2 separate regions of the Zea mays genome follow, and region 1 is linked to region 2. Evidence: chromatin contacts called from public Hi-C data. All regions are on one chromosome and are shown on one strand. Each heading gives the region's core, a stretch centred on a gene start, on an enhancer-like site or on the middle of the called end of the contact. The rest is flanking DNA. Distances are from core to core; before and after follow the strand shown.

What was found. A called contact is a pair of places that touch in the nucleus more often than the background predicts.
Region 1: a Hi-C map of endosperm shows a contact between it and region 2, with 2.4 times the contacts expected there. The contact joins the promoter of LOC100502386 here to the promoter of LOC100277178 in region 2. A contact is called at or near these places in 2 of 25 Hi-C or Micro-C datasets (endosperm and tassel).

What each region holds. Positions count from the first base shown.
Region 1 is chr2:200,226,434-200,229,774 of Zm-B73-REFERENCE-NAM-5.0, reverse strand. LOC100502386 reads right to left here and starts at 1,346. Exons shown (of 4, transcript NM_001196864.1): 1 at 268-1,346; 2 at 36-168. The coding sequence starts at 1,286.
Region 2 is chr2:199,905,296-199,908,402 of Zm-B73-REFERENCE-NAM-5.0, reverse strand. It overlaps LOC100277178, which reads right to left and starts at 1,559. Exons shown (of 3, transcript NM_001328636.1): 1 at 1,415-1,559; 2 at 1,119-1,217. The coding sequence starts at 1,483.

The DNA of each region.
Region 1 (3,341 bases), core at 97-2,596, 320 kb before region 2:
AATGATCAGCACATTCATAGCCTCAGAGAACAAACCTGCGACGATGCTGCTTTTGAAGATAACGTACTAGTTTCCATCTGCAGCACACGAACCTTGCGCTCAAGCTCACCCATGTACTTCACCTTGCGCTCCTTAGACTTCGCTGCCGAGATCCGATTAGCTAGAATCCTGCAAATTTTACCAGAAAAAAAACACACGATTTCAGCAAACCAAACCAATATGGAGGCTGAGAATCCTCTCACATGATGAGCTCCAGAAAATTCGAACCTCTTGACCCTCCTAGGATCAACAAGAGCGAGCTCAGCAAGGCGATCATTGGCCATGATCTTTTTCATCTCAGACTCGCTGAACTCTCCGTTGGCAGGTTGAGAAGAGGCAGTCGCAACCGCACCGCCCGATGCCCCACTTCCAGCACGCGAGAGGCTGCCGCCGGCGCCTGCCACCGGAGACGGAGGCGGCAGTCTCAGAGAAACCTGGCCCAGGCCTCCAAAGTTGAGATTGCCCATGATGCTGTCCACCGACAGGCTGCGGCAATGGCGAGTATGGCTATGGCTAGCGCTGGTGCCTGCGGCTGCGCTGCCACTAGCCGCCCAGCTCTCAGCGTCATTGTCGCTGCTATCACCGGGGCTCCAAGCGCCTTGGCCGGTGAGTTGTCTGCCTAAGTGATCGTTCCTTTCACTGTTGTTATCCCCGGAGGAGCTGAGATTCGGGTCCCTGTACGAGCGGAATAGCTCCTCGAGTACGGAGGCTTCCCTCGACCTGTATTCCCCAGCTGCAGGAGTCATCGGCAGGGAGAGCTGATTCGGGCGCGAGAACCCGACGAGGAAATCGCTACGGGACCTCCGGTGCCCCGCCCCGCGCGGCGGCAGGCCGGACGCGGACGGCACTTGCTGCTCGGAGCCGCCAGGCGACGACAGGGAACGCGGGACCGCCGCCCCCGCCGCAGGATTGGTGGAGTACGGGAGAAGACCTAGAGAGTCCATGGAGAAAAGAGGCAGCTTCGGGAGCGACCGAGCGAGATGCGATCCGGCGCCCGCCGCCGTGGGCACGAGCGTCGGCGGGCTCTGGTAGTTGCTGAAGACCGAGAAGCCGGAGCTGGAAGCCAGGCGGGGCGCCATCGGTGGGAGGAAAAGTGACGGTGCAAAGCGTCGGTTGTACTGGGAGGCGAGGTCCATGGGGAGCGGGGGCTGTGTCTGTGGCGGGTTCTGGGTCTGGGTCTGACAGCTCGTCGGCAAGAGGAGGCGACGTCGGCGGTGAGCGGGATCGGTGCTCCAGTCCTCGTCCATCGCGACGGAGAGAGGGGTGGAGGATGGTACTGAGCCGGAGCTAGGGTTCAGGAGGAGGGCATTGCGAGGGGAAGGTGAACTAGGGAATGCCGGCGGCGAGGTTTTTGTGACGGCGAGAGCGAATGCGAACGCGAAGGCAGAGCGAGCAAAACGTGAGCGCGGGGGTGGTGCGATGCGGCGCTCAAAAGGAAAGGCGCGTGGACGAGAACGGAAAGTTTATCTTCGGCCTTTTGCACACTTGGGCTTGGCGGGCCTTCTGTTCGCGAGCGCCAGGCCGCTTGCCATGTCTGGGCGGCCGAAAGAGAGATACGGGCTTAGCGATAGCCTTTTCATTTTACATTTAAAATGTTTAAAATTATATTTTTGAACTGAAAAAATTACAGAATGCCATATCATCAATGGACGACAGAGGCTTAATTGTAGAAATATTTGAACGAGCGTACCGGTTTGAGCGGATTAATCAGGGACATTGGATGGGAACCCATCGGACAGGGGGTGTGCGTGGTTAATGTGGCCGGGGAAACTTTGTAAAGAGCCCTTTGTTTGGTACTCCGCTCGCAATCTGCACGTGTTCAAAGACCATCACAGGTAGGTCCTAAATTTAACAAAGTGAACCCTGAGCTCTCGGGGATTTGAACTCCTGTCCAGGGAGGGAGTTCTTGCACTTATAGGTGTACATTTGTGCTGTGCCTAATAGGCCGGCCCAAAACACACAATTTTTGGCACGACCCAGATCTGGCACGGCCCAACCTAATTGTGGGCCTGGGCCGGCACGACCCAATATGTGGGTCGTGCCTGGGCCTCAAGTCAAGCCCATGGGCCGGTCTGGCACGGCCCATTTAACTAAGGCACATCGAGGCCCACTAAATATAGACTTGGTATTTAACTAAGGTCCGTCAAAACTCATATGACCAGCACAACTTGGAGAATCTAGAGCTTCAATAGACCACCAATACCTAGATGAGGATAGTGAATAGTGATGATGATTATTGTATATGTATTCTGTATGGCTGTATAGTACTTAATTTAACACTGACTTAATTAAACACTGAACAGAGAACTGAATATTATTTCTGAGCTAGATGTAGAAAGGTTTTTAGGGTGTGTTTGGTTTGACTTTTGGCTTTTGGCTTTTGCCCCCTAAAAGCCGAAAGCCAACCAAAGGGTTAGATCCAGGAAGTAGCTTTTTCTAAAAGCTGGCTTTCTCACAGTGCAAATATGAAAGCACCCCTAAACCTGATTTTAGTGGCTTTTCGAATGAAACTGTGAAAACATATATCGAAGAACTTTTAACGACTTTTAGTGGTTTCCACCAAACAGTTTTTAGCTTTTTAACGGCTTACAGCCTACAACAGCTTTTTCCACAGCTCACAGCCCACAGCAACTTTTTTCACAGCCACAGCCCAACCAAACAGACCCTTAATGTGCATCCACAACGTCTTAGTTTTATTTTGGTCATATATATATTCTATACTTTTTGTTTATGTATTATTGTTGTATGTATATGGGTCGGTCTGACACATTTAGGTATTTTGGGCTATTTGGACTGGCCTCACACACATAACTAGTTGTGGGCCATGCCGTGGGCCGATGACTGGGCATACGTGCTGGCACGGCACGACCCATAATTAGATATGTGCTTTTGTGGGCCGTGCCTTTATGGGCCGTGCTTTTGTGGGCCTGTGCCATGTCGGGCCAGGCCGGCCCACATGTACAGGTATACTTGCACTGAGGATCGTCGGTTATATGTAAAATTGGTCCGCAATACATATGCGGTTAGAAAGAATATAAAATAAGCCCCTGCTAAGTTATTTTTAGGTACATAATTAATATTATAAATAGAAACTCGTATAATTCATATTTTATGTGTGTTTTAACTCCGATTTGAGTGGTTCTCGAACATACGGTCTCGTCTCGATGCGTAGAATCATTTTTGTGTAATTGTTTTTCATGTTTGGTGTAATGTTATTTTTATTTATTGTTTGCCTTTGTGTATGTTTTATTACGAATAGAAAAGCGAGGTTATGAGGAATCTGAAGCCTAACCTTGGGAAGC
Region 2 (3,107 bases), core at 310-2,809:
ACAGGAGAAAAATGATAATTCTGACCACATTCCAAGATTAAGTTTTTCAAAGTCATTGAATCAATATTAAGGAAAAGTTTTTTTAAAACAACCCAGGCCTCGCCTGCCGCACCATAAACCAGGCCAGTGACCACTGCCATTATCTGCTGCTGCTGGTAGGACAACAACGTTACCACAGGCCAGCTCCCTGCCACTTTTTGTGTGTGTAGCAGTGAGGGTATGGGTATCTGTTTTGTGCAAGCTAGGATTTCAAACGCAGGTGGCTGTTACCACCACTCACTGACGAACCACCGCACTATCATTGTGCACCAAGGGAAAGATCAACATCATTGTACAGCCACTATTTATTTTCGCTAGATTGAAATTAATTTTTAGCCTCATTTGTTGAACAAAGTCCTGTTCCTCAGACTCTAAGCTGTAACACCCATAAAAACTAAGAAACTAACAACATTCATTGAGAAACAGCAACGATGTGAAATAACTGAAACAAATAAAACTGGCAAAGCTACTCCAGAAATATAACTTTTATGTTTTCCACATTTACAAAATACAATTAACCAAACAACTGCGACAGAGATCTTTCACTGCATACACAATGACATGATACAGTAACTTTTAATCTATTAACAATTTTAACATTCAACTCAGGCATAGATGGAAACCTAGCTCGTCGCCTGTCACACAATTCTGTGTAGGCATCGGATCAGCCATAGTCTACAGGTCTAAGATCAGAATGGTATAGTGTCCTTGAACATTCCACAAACTAATCTCATGAACATAATAACATGAGCATGAACACCATCTTATTAGACTGAGGTACGGGTATTAGCGCCATGCCCAAGAATGTCTAATTTCTAATTATTCGGCTCTGAATGTTGATTACTGGCACCTCCATAAAGCATAATACCACGGGAATTCAAGAATTAACGGTGAACAGTCACTAGGCACTACTTCAAATGTGGGAGAACACCGAAACAAATGGAGAATCAATGTCTCCAACGAAACAGTAATACATTCAAGTCCACGACATATCATCTGGCACTCCGATTCGCAGTATGACCTATCAACAGGAAGCTAGCAATAACTAATACAAGTAATTTGCAAGGATCAGGACACACCTGGCCCCTCTTGCAGTTGAAGTAGGTCTCCCGCAGGCCAACGCACTCGCTGGTAATGTTTGGCACCTTCTCCCCAGCGCACTCCTTGTACGGCCTTTTCTGCACCTGCACACAACCGCATCATGAGAATAGAAATAGCCAGTATCACCCATACTGGATCTCATCGCCCGGCACTAGCTTGCGGGTGATGTCCGCCGCAGCTAACTACGCTTACGCCTAAATCGGATTGAAACAGGCAACGGGAACCTGCGGCGTGGGTGGATTAGGAAGAAGGAAGGAAAACGGAGCCAACCAACCTTGACGCAGTCGGTCTCGCTGAGACACTTGACGAGCTCCATGGCCAACCCCTTGCACGACTTCGCCATCGCTTCCGCCTCTCTTGTCGCGTTTCCACGGACCCCCCACGCGGAACCACGAATGCGAGCCGGCGGCGACTTGCGGGAGGGGGAAGGCGGAAACGAAGCGAGCGGCGAGACGCCGTCTCCTCCGCTCCTACCGGCAGCCGGCTTGACGGGCCGAGCCAGACGGAACCAGATCCGCTGCCTTACGGCAGGCTGCCGTGCGCTCGTCGATCTTCAAACCAACGGTGATCTGCTGCCCTCTCCTTTAGCGTATGGAGCAGCCCAACAGAACAAATTCGGTCCACTTTTTTCATATTTCTTTTTCCAGTCCTGTGGCTCCCGTAGGCTGCACCACCCACCCACCATCAGCACAGCGCCAATAAAACAGAGTGCGGAGAGCAAAATTTCATAGCGATTGAGATTGTTAAATTGGATATGAAACAAAGTGAATACAAGTATTGATCCACTTGATATTGTTTTCACTGAACACTCCATCTACCTTGCAATTAGCAAGAACAAGATACAACAATAAGCTACAAAATAGCATTGACTTGCTTCACAGCTCCTCAAAGAAATCTTCAGTTTTTTAGATCATCACTGCTTGCTCCAGTCAACAGTTGAGTGAAGGAATTGACGGTGTTATATTCTTTATGGAACTGAATGTCAATACTTGCTGGATTGTAACTTAACTTCAAAAAATAAAACTTGCTGGATTGCTTGTTTCCCTTACCTCTTGTGTCTTGCAAGAAACAAATTTATAAACTTGAAAGTTCTTTTCAGTTCTTTTTTATGTTAATGACGTATTGACGACTTGACGTTCACCACGTAGCCTCTTGATGGGGGACTTTCCACTATCCTAAACCACTGCGGTTTCTTGACAGAATTTGCACCATATATATGCTGAATTCACGATCACAAATTGAGAATAATGTACTGTAACAACTAACACAACATATTTCGTCACACAGAAAACTAACTCGTTCACGCAATACAACTCCTAGCCTGCAAGGCGTTGAAATAGCAGTTAGAGTCGAGGAATAGACTCGTAGCACAGAAGAGCAACGTGTACCCCGCTGCACAGATTCTTCCGATTGTCAACCACGGTTTCGTTTCCAAATCTTCATCAGCCACTTCACTTTCCGTAGAAGTTTCTCAAAGTATCCCATGTAGTAATAGACGCACAAAGATTGATCATGGTTGAGCACTAAAACGAGGGACCGGACGGTCCGCTGGCGGACAGTCCGCGCGCACAGAGACAATTAGGATTCCGAGTTTTTGCTACGGTTGTTAGCTAAATTCGTGAAATTAACTCGGGAGATTGTTTGTAACGGGTCCAACCCCCTCCTCTATAAACATAGAGAAATACGGTCGATTAATGATGATCAATCAAATCAATAATCAGTTTATCTCTTGTTTTTATCTTAGACATTAGGAGTAGTTTTAGTTTAATCTCTCAATCCCCAAATTTTCCGCTTCTCTTCGGCTCTACGTCGATTAGAGGTGTCTAGATCGGCTTGTCGACCGTAGACAACACCTAAGATCTCTCCTCCCCGATGGGGTCCCTCTCGGGAGCGAGATTCAAGCGCCATCGACGAACTCCGCTGCCCCCGCGCACGCGCGGACCGTCCGGCCCGTCAGCCAGGAAACC